Linked DNA regions of Danio rerio: region 1 is linked to region 2. Evidence: chromatin contacts called from public Micro-C data. All regions are on one chromosome and are shown on one strand. The core of a region is the stretch at or near the end of the contact, and the rest is flanking DNA. Distances in the headings are between cores, read along the strand shown.

What was found. Hi-C and Micro-C count contacts between places; a contact is called where the count stands out from the background.
Region 1: a Micro-C map of caudal fin shows a contact between it and region 2, with 3 times the contacts expected there. The contact joins the enhancer-like site here to the promoter of frrs1l in region 2. A contact is called at or near these places in 4 of 18 Hi-C or Micro-C datasets (caudal fin, embryo and an unstated tissue) and 1 of 4 datasets of contacts at active chromatin or transcription factors (embryo).

The regions. Positions count from the first base shown.
Region 1 is chr16:30,647,817-30,652,960 of GRCz12tu, forward strand. tex10 (testis expressed 10) reads right to left here. Exons shown (of 16, transcript NM_212705.1): 10 at 4,995-5,144; 11 at 39-127. Among named protein-coding and RNA genes, the nearest start is that of tex10, 16 kb to the right of the region's middle. Within about 2 kb of position 1,470, at least 15 of the 62 cell types and tissues checked have an H3K27ac peak or open chromatin away from gene starts, as enhancers often do. A contact at or near this core is called in caudal fin, where this site is marked.
Region 2 is chr16:30,292,588-30,297,422 of GRCz12tu, forward strand. It overlaps frrs1l (ferric-chelate reductase 1-like), which reads right to left and starts at 3,388. Exons shown (of 6, transcript XR_012392117.1): 1 at 3,049-3,388; 2 at 421-505; 3 at 74-212.

The DNA.
Region 1 (5,144 bases), core at 220-2,719, 350 kb after region 2:
CTGATTGAATTTATATGTGTGTGTGTGTGTGCAGCCACCTGTTAATGTGGTGAAAAAGAAACTGAGGTAATCGACATCCTTCAGCGGGACATCCTGCGAGGCGCTGGAGCAGCCGCTAAGAGGAGACCTATGAGGAAGCACACATGCATTAGTGTGCAGCGGCCCGACACTGATCCGCTCTCCTGTTACACACTTCGCACTGTACCTGTGTGTGTGTGCGCTCCAGCTCTGAATGCCAGACTAAAAATACTAGCCATCTGAGATCCCTCATTTCCTTTGAAATCAAGCTCCAGCCACAAAAACACTCACCTTCAGCAAATGAGGACACTCAGCGGATTGAGGAATCGCGGTGGTCATCCTTACAGTGTGATAGACAACATATAGTGTCGCTTTAGGACATTTGAAGAAATGCTTAAAATCCCTAAAGGGTTTTATTTGCTTTTGTAACTGGTTTATAAAACATATACTATAATAATGCAGGGTATATGAATATATTAATACAAGCATTAGTAATGGAGGAGGAAGGTGACAGATTCAAGGAAATAAGTGTTTTAACCTTAATGTCTGCCTTTAAGCTGCATGATTTAAGCATACATGTCTGTAAAGTCAAATATTTAGTCACTATAAACACAGAAACTGAACTGAGAAGTCATCAAAATAAAAGGTTTGAGTACAGTAGAATGTACCTAAAGTACAAAATAGAATAATTATAACCTTTTAAAAAATAGTTGTTAAAATGAGCCTTTGATATTTTAGCCGGAGTCTGTAATTTAAGTAAACGTGTTTTTATTCAACAGCCATTAAAATCTTGTTATATTATGCAAGTTTCCTGATTTCAATTAATTGGGTATGCTTTTGACTACAGATTAATTTAATCATTAAAAAAACTCACAAAAAAAATAATAATAATAATAAAAGTAAAAGGTAAAAATTAGGAAAACTGAAACTCGAACATATTAAACAAAGGAAACAAATCAGAAAATATTAAATCTTGAATATTTGGACAGAATTTGAAAACAAAATATCAATCAAAGCACTCTACAGAGGGCACATGAATCAAGGTCACTGGAAAGAGCTTCAGGTCAGTCCAGCAGTGGCTTCATTTTTCAATGCCTCCATACGCATTTTATTTCACCAAGAATTTGAGGTCTAGTAGACACAGTCAAAAGTTGCCATTACATAGCCACAGTGCTTTTCCAAGCAGGAAATCAGACAGAACCAGTGTGTGCGTGTGTGTTAAAGCTACTTGAGGACAATCTTGCTGTCTTATGATTCGCCCTTACAGATGTGGATCAGCCTCGAGGCCAATAAAATGCATGAATATCTGATCTTTTACTTGTTTTGATTTCAGTTCTTTTATGATTGTGGAATGAGCATGTGCTGGACTTCCTTAATACACACTGATTGGCTAATTTCCCATCAACCCATTAGTAAAAAGGGCCACACACACACACACACACACACACACACACACAACAAAGATTCACCATTCAGCATGCCATTGCCAACCACACACACACGCACGGCTAATCGGACAACACACAAAACTATCGCTAAAGTATTAGCCCTTTGTCCAACTTTATCACCACGTTCCGAACCTCATGGCCACTGTTTAAAACTCTTCAGGAGTTTAGTCTTGTTCTGCTGATGTGATCAAAGTGAATTTTTTGCGAAGGACAGAATGTTCGGTTCATGTTGTTCCGAGGATTGGCTCACTTAACAGCATGTCACGCAGCTCTGCCATGAACAGAAGCGGCCTTAAAAGATGCTTCTCTTATCATGGAGGAATCCTGTCACACGTCCAGACTTTCCAAAAAGTGCAGTCGGTGTGAATTCGCTTGCTGTAGCATTTGTTTTGGAATTTCGGTGAGACTTTGAGCGGAGAACTCGACAATCTCATCAAAAGAACAACACTGCCCTCTGTGGGCGACACTCAGCCTAGCATCAGCAAACTGAAAGAGCCCGGAGGAAAGGCAGCGTATCCAAAACACATCCACAAGCGTCACACAGGGATTCAAAGTCACACACTCAAACATGGATCCCATTAGGATTTGAGGGAAATCCACAAATAAAAGAGTGGCTTTAGGCTAGTGAGAAAAAGAAGTGCAGTGGGGACACAGCGTGTCAGAGATACACACACAGATGTACTCAGACACCCGAGGCCCTCAGCATGTGGAGGAACTCGAAGGAATATTCTGTCAATCATCCAGAACTAGTCAACTAGTTAAAATTAAATTTAAATGTCGATGCTTATCAGTCTTAGTGTAAGACTTTTAACATTTTTATTCAATTTAGGAACGTCCCTGCTGAAAAATACAGCTTAAACCAGCCTTAACTGGTTCGGTAGTTTTAAATGGTCAACCAGACTGGTGTTTAAGAGGTTTTGGTCATTTCCAGCCTGGTCTTCCAGCCAGCTAAAGCCAGCTTGACCAGCCTAATTTAAATAAACCTCTTTTTGAATAAGGAGCTGTGTTACTTTTAACAAATACAGTATAAACCAATATCATAATTTTCTTTTCGGCTTAGTCCCCTTTATTAATCTGGGGTTGCCACAGCGGAATGAACCGCCAACTTATCCAGCATATGTTTTACTAAGCGGATGCCTTTCCAGTTGCAACCCATCACTGGGAAACATCCATACACACTCACTGACACACATACACCATGGACAATTTAGCCTACCCAATTCACCTGTACCGCATGTCTTTGGACTTGTGGGAGAAACCAGGGCACCCAGAGGAAAGCCACATGAACAAGGGGAGAACATGCAAACTCCACACAAAAACGTCAACTGACCCAGCTGAGGCTCAAAACAGCGACCTTCTTGCTGTGAAGCAAACGTGCTACCCACTGCACCACTGTGCAGCCCATACACCAATATATAGTATGTATTAATATTTCGAATTAGCTTAAATATTATTTTGTAGATTTAATGTTTATTGTAGGTTTAACTTATTTTAGAAATGAATTTTAATTACATTTTAGAAAGATGTTTGGATGATCTGTTTGATTTAGTACTCTGACGTTTAGATCAAAATGTCAATGTAAATTGAACTATGCAGGTTATTAAATAAAAGTTTTGACTTTTTTAGTTTTAGTTCTATTAACAAAATAATTTTAATAGCTTCAGTAAACAAACTAAAGAACATTTGAATAATCTAAACAACCTTCTTGCACCTTTTACCTTGCAATGGAAATTAATATTCAGAAGATTAAAATTGACACAATTTACCCTCAAGTAGTACCCAACAGAAAAACAGAAAAGAAGATATTTTGAAGAATGTTGGAAATGAGTAGCCATTGGCTTCCAAAAACATTGTAAATATTAACAGTGGATACCAGTTTAACATTCTTCAAAACATCCTTTGTTTTTTCAGAACAAAAAACAAACAGGTTTGGATCAAGTGGAGGCTGAATGAATAATGACAAAATCAGTCATCTCTGGTGTAAACTATCCCTTTAAAGGTTCTATGTGGAATTATCAATGCCAATAAAGCCACTTATGCCAATAAGGATTATTTATTTTTAAAAGTGTATGTTATTTTTAACTAATTTTGCTTAAAGTCAATTCAATCAATTTCTTATGTTGTTAAAATGTCACGTCTTTTTCTTAAGACTAAAACAATGTCCTCTCACTTAATAAAATCTCTTTCCAACTCTAAGCGTACTTCGCAACAGCTTCTTGACAAAATGTTTAAACTGCTAAACTATTTGTTATTCTGCCTACTGTCTCTAAATACAGAGAACACACTACAGCATGACCTCCGCCTCACTGTGCAGTGACTCGTGGCTCTGTTCCGCCTCATTACGGCCAATCGTGGGTAATGACTAACGGTCACGGCCAATCAAAGTTAAGTGGGAGAACTGGCCATCCTCTGATCGCACCGCACTGCTCTCGGCTGTCCCCGATTGGCTAAATTGCTTGATTCTATTAGCAGGGAAAACTCAGAGGCTGCTGTCTCCTGTCGGCAGTCACATTTTAAACATATCAGTCAGATGCAGACTGATACTGTCCTGCTCATAACTGAGCTGCACATGCACGGCCATACACACACACTAATGCACTTATTTGTCCTCATTTAAGCAAGTATTATGTCTGGTAACTTGCCTGAGAAGTATTCTAAAATTAGAGTGTGTAAGATGAGTATATGTTTATGTAATCTGTAAAATGACGTGATGTAAACTTGAAACTAAACCAAGTGATATGCTCATTTAAAAAGCATCATAGGAATACACTAGGTACAAAGATATTTAAAATTATGGAAATATCCTTCCCTTTAGACTAACTATGAAGAAGTAGGGGATGTAATTTCTGAGTTTAAAAAGCAACCAAAGGGTGCACCGAGGCAAGTACAGAGAAATAATATTCACTAAGGTTGGACATCATAATTATTTTAGATATTGAATTATTAATTTTCCCAAGTTACAGAATTAAACGAACAAAAACAAATTTTCAATCTGATTCAATTAAATCTCGAAAACAAAAGTTTGCTTTTTCAATAAAATTGAACAAAATATATTAATTAATAACACAAAACAACATTTAACACAACAACAAAAGAAAAACAACAAAATGAAATGAAACCAGACAAAAATAAAACAAAACAAACTAAACAAAACACGCCAAATTAGACAAAAAATAAATTAATAAAATAAAAAAACTAAACAAAGAAAGACAAAATTAGACAAAAAAAAAACAAAACAAAAAATATATAAAAATAAAATAAAATAAAAACAAATAAAATCAAACAAAACAAAAATATAACATAAAACAAAGAAAGACAAAATTAGACAAAAAAACACTAAACAAAACACATTTAACAGAAAACATAAGATTGAGATCCTATTAGTTTCCGATGTTGCTTAGTCAGATTTAGAAGATACAATACAGAAGACAATTCTCTTCTCCCTGCCACTTTAAACTCTATCCAGCAGTCCTGGGAAAGCAGATTTCAGACTGCATTAGTGCTGCTGAAGTGTCATAACCCTCATACCTCAGGTGTACGGTGCGTATGAGTGTGGTGGCCAGACTCGCAGAAACTCTCCCAGTGTTGCAGACCTCACTGAGACACGCTAGCAGCTCGGCTGGAAACTCTGGCAGGAAATGCAGAATCTGAACCAGTCTCTTCTGGGACTCCACAGGC
Region 2 (4,835 bases), core at 2,138-4,637:
CTACAACAACAATATTATTGTGTATATCATAGCATGTCTGAAAGCATCCACAGATTATACTAACTCTTTTTACCATCTTTTTATCTGAAGAGAAACCAACGGCAACCCATCCATCAGTGTCTGCACTCATCTCGAATTCCACATCTGTGCCAATGCGTCTGAAACTCAGGAAATAGTCACAGGACTCTGCGTCACAGCCTGGTTTGCCATATCTAATGAATAGAAAGAGAAAGAATAAATTGAGGCAATTTGTTTTTTAGCGAGATCAGTAACTAGTCCGACTGGTCTGGTCTGATTGACAACATTAACACAAGGGTGTGTGGCAGCATGGCAGACAGCAGCTTAATACTGCAATACAACACTCCTGTTAAATGATTTGACCTCTGATATTATACATAAACCTTCATTGCATGCACAGACCTGATGCATCCTTTGGTTACTCCACAGTCGCTGACTTTGATGCGGGCAAATGGGTCCACAGGGGGTGCAGTTGGGAAAGGGTAACCTGTGAGGCAACAAATAACACTACTGAGCTGCTTTCAGACAGATGTCTTTGATTGCTACCAACACAACTGCAGATAACAATCATGGATGATGTTGTTTATTCATCAATTCATTTTACTCACTCATTTTCCTTCGGCTTACTCTCTGATTTATCAGGGGTGTCCAGAGAGGAATGAACCACCAGTTCTCTGGCATATGTTTTATGTGGTGGATGCTCTTTTAGCCACTAACCTAACTCGTGACCCTAAAAACTTGTGAACTCGCAGTGCTGGAATACCCACACACTCTCTCATTCACACAACAGCCAATTTAGTTCATCCAACTGACCTATAATGCATATGTTTAAACTGTTAGAAAAAAACAGATCACGTCCTGAGATCTTGACATCCAAGTCCCCAGTGGCCACTGTGCCAGCTTCAATAATTTTAGTTAAATAAATTAATTCAGTTTCTTAACTAAGTGAACTTGAATAAAAATGGACCGTCAAGGCATTAATAATGTTACAAGAAATATTTCAAACAAACGCTGTAGAGCTGCAACTATTATTAATCTAATTATTGTTTAAATGATCTAATAATCGTCATTTTCCCACAACTAACCAGTTAGTGAAAATATTTAGTTTATATAATAAATAGTACAAAATATTAACTTAGCTTTTGAAATTGTCAATGAATTAATTACACTTATACACAATTACAACTATTACACTTTTTAGAACATGAATGCATAAATTCAGCTCTTTGTTGTTCTTTTGAACTATTTATTTATCAAAATAAAAAATGGGGAAAAAAACTATAATGAAAAATCTAAAAATATTAAGCTATTTTCTAGCATTGATGATAATCAATGTAAATGATAATGTAACTCTGTTGATGGAAGTAATGGTGCTGAAAATTCAGGCTTCAAAAAAGTTTGTAAAAATTACATTTTAAAATTATGAAAACAGCTATTTCGATTTATTTATCTTGTAATTTTACCAAATAAAAGCAGACATGCAAACATTTTTTTAAAAAGTCACACACACACACACACACACACACTATTGAACTTTTGAACACGGTCTGTTGTCCACAGGCTAAGATCATGTGGTAAGAGTTTAGGTTCTATTTTACTTTATTCTTGTAAATCATATATATGAGACATTCTACCAAAAATGCGAATTTTTAGTCAAATCTTAAAGGTGTATAGTACGCATTTTAAAATGTCAAATTTAATGCAGATGTGACAGGGCTGACAGAAACATTGGGAGAATTGTAAATTTATTTGTATTATATATACAGTTGAAGTCAGAATTATTAGCCCCTCTGAATTATTAGACCGCTTGTTTATTTTTTACCCAATTTCTATTTAATGGAGAGCAGATTTCTTCAACACATTTCTAAACATAATAGTTTTAATAACTCATTTCTAATAATGGATTTATTTTATCTTTGCCATAATGACAGTAAATAATATTTGACTAGATAATTTTCAAGACACTTTTATACAGCTTAAAGTGACATTTAAAGGCTTAACTAGGTTAATTTGTGTATCTAGGTGAGTTAGGGTAATTAGGCAAGTTATTGTATAATGATGGTTTGTTCTGTAGACTATCGAGAAAAAAATAGCTTAAAAGGGCTAATAATTTTGTCCCTAAAATTGTGTTTTAAAAAATTAAAACTGCTTTTATTCTAGCCAAAATAAAACAAATAAGACCAGAAGAAAAAATATTATCAGACATACTGTGAAAATTCCCTTGCTCTGTTAAACATAATTTGGAAAATATTTAAAAAAGAACAAAATTCAAAGGGGGCTAATAATTCTGACTTCAACTGTGTATTTCAAGTGTTTATTTGTAGAATTTTCATGTTTTTAATCAATTGATGTGAATGATATAAACATTAGCTATTTCTGAAGTTTTTACACTAAATAACCTTAATGTTTTTAGCATAACAAAACTATTAAGGCTGTATAGGTTCAACTGGGCGAAGGACAATGACAATGACAGGGTTTGTAATTTTTTTTAAGTGTTTTCAATAAAGAACAGAAATCTGAGAACCAAATGAACAACATATTCTTAGAACAACTCACAGAAATCAACAATCAATCTTTTTTAGACATTTTTGGGATGAAATACTTTTTATCAACTGTACATGTTCCTATTTTAGGGACAGATAATATACGTTTCTGGTAGAATGTCCTATATCTTTTTTTCTGTTCTAATTACACTTTTGATGTGTTGGGACAGCAATTTGCTCACAAACAGACTCCAAAATATGCAAGTCAGTGGTCTTATAGGGTGCTGACCAAGGTGCTGATGTTGGACCATATGCTATTAAAATTAATAGGCTATTAGCGAACAAATACAGTTGGCTATAATAGAATAGAAGGTACTAACATAAGTCACTAATAGTCAAATCCAATGCAATTAACACAATTTAAAGGGCTTAGGCCAAGGGAAATCATCGACGTTGATCATTCACTATTCAATTCCTCGGAAAAAAAAACAACACAAAACAGCATTCACGGCTTCATATTAAGCATCTGGGATTAATTATCTTGTACCTTCGTCTGACAGGTATCTGGACTCCAGGAACTCGGAGGCGAATGTGCTATAGGAGTCCTTATGTGGCTCCTCGTGCCCCGGTTCTCCGTGCTCTCCGTGTCCGGCCCGCAGCACATTATCGTCGGTAGGACTGGCAGAGACTGCGAGCCACAGCGTCGCATCCAGCAGCACAGAGACCCGCAGCAGCGGATGCAGAGCAAACATGACGACGACGATGGTTATTGTAAACGCGAAAAATCACGGTTCTGATTTAACAGTCGCATTCCAGATCTGATAATTGCCCCGATAACAAACAACAAAATGTAGCTTATTAAATGGCTTTGAGGATAACGCGTCTCTGTCGGTCGACGGGGGAGGGGAGCTGAGAGGCGCGAGACTCGGGTGTCGTTAATGAATAGGGCCAAACCAATCCGCTTACGGTGAGATTTGTAACCGATAATGATACTGCTGGATAATGACACGGCACTTAGAGATAATATGACATGTATACGCTATTTAGTTAAGTCGTTTGTTGTTTATTATTACATTGTTATATATTTACGAATCAATAAGATGGTTGTGTACTGTTTTCGTACATTAAGTCTCCCCTCTATATCCATGTTTTATGACCCTGCACGTCGATCGCTGCCAGTTTATCCACTATGGAAATGAATTGCAGTGTAAAAATGTAAATATTAAAAGTGAGAAGAATGTTGAACATTCATAATTGCTTTGGTCAAATGTAAAAGGTAAGTTTACCCAAGAATGAAAAATAAGTGTTGTTCAACTGGTTCATATAGGCCTAATATATAGTCAACAGCACCGCTCAATACTCCATGGGCCCTAAGCAATATTTTATTTGAGGGCCCCTCAGTGCAACGAGTATGGCAAGTTATTGCTAATCCCTGATTATTCACACACTACAAAATCTAAAACACACATTAGCATTTTTATTAGCTGTAGCTGTATTGCTTATATCATAGGCCTACATAGACTATTTTTGTATTACAACAACCTTCCAATTTATCAAATGGCTACCTGCGACAAAACGGAACAATTAGACACAAATCATTGATAGCTGTAATTTTTTTAATTTAATTACTTTAATAAAACAAGGTTGACGGAAACAAAAATTGTTCGATGAATTATTGTTATTATTTAGTGCACTATATACAGTTGAAGTCAGAACTTTTAGCTTCCCTTTGAATTTTTTGATATTTTCCAAATGATGTTTAACAGAGCAAGGACATTTTCACAGTATGTCTGATAATGTCTGGAGAAAATCTTATTTGTTTTCTCTCTTTTTTTTCAGCTTAGTCTATTTTTAATCCATGGTCGCCACAGCAAAATTAACCACCAACTTATCCAATATGTTTTACGCAGCGGATGCCCTTCCAGCTGCAACCCACTGGAAAACATCCATACACACTCATATACTATGGACAATTTAGCCTACCCAATTCACCTGTACCGCATGTCTTTGGACTGTGGGGGAAATCGGAGCACCCAGAGGAAAACCCACGCAAAGGCAGGGAGAACATGCAAACTCCACACAGAAACGCCAACTGACCCAGCCAAGGCTCAGACCAGTGACCTTCTTGCTGTAAGGCGACAGCACTACCTACTGCGCCGCCTTCTTATTTGTTTTATTTCAGATAGAATAAAAACAGTTTTTAATTTTTTGAAAACCATTTTAAGGTCAAAATTATTAGCCCTTTTAACTTTTTTTTTCGATAGTTAACAGAACAAACAAACCATCTTTATAGAATAACTTTCCTAATTACCCTCTCCTGCATAGTTAACCTAA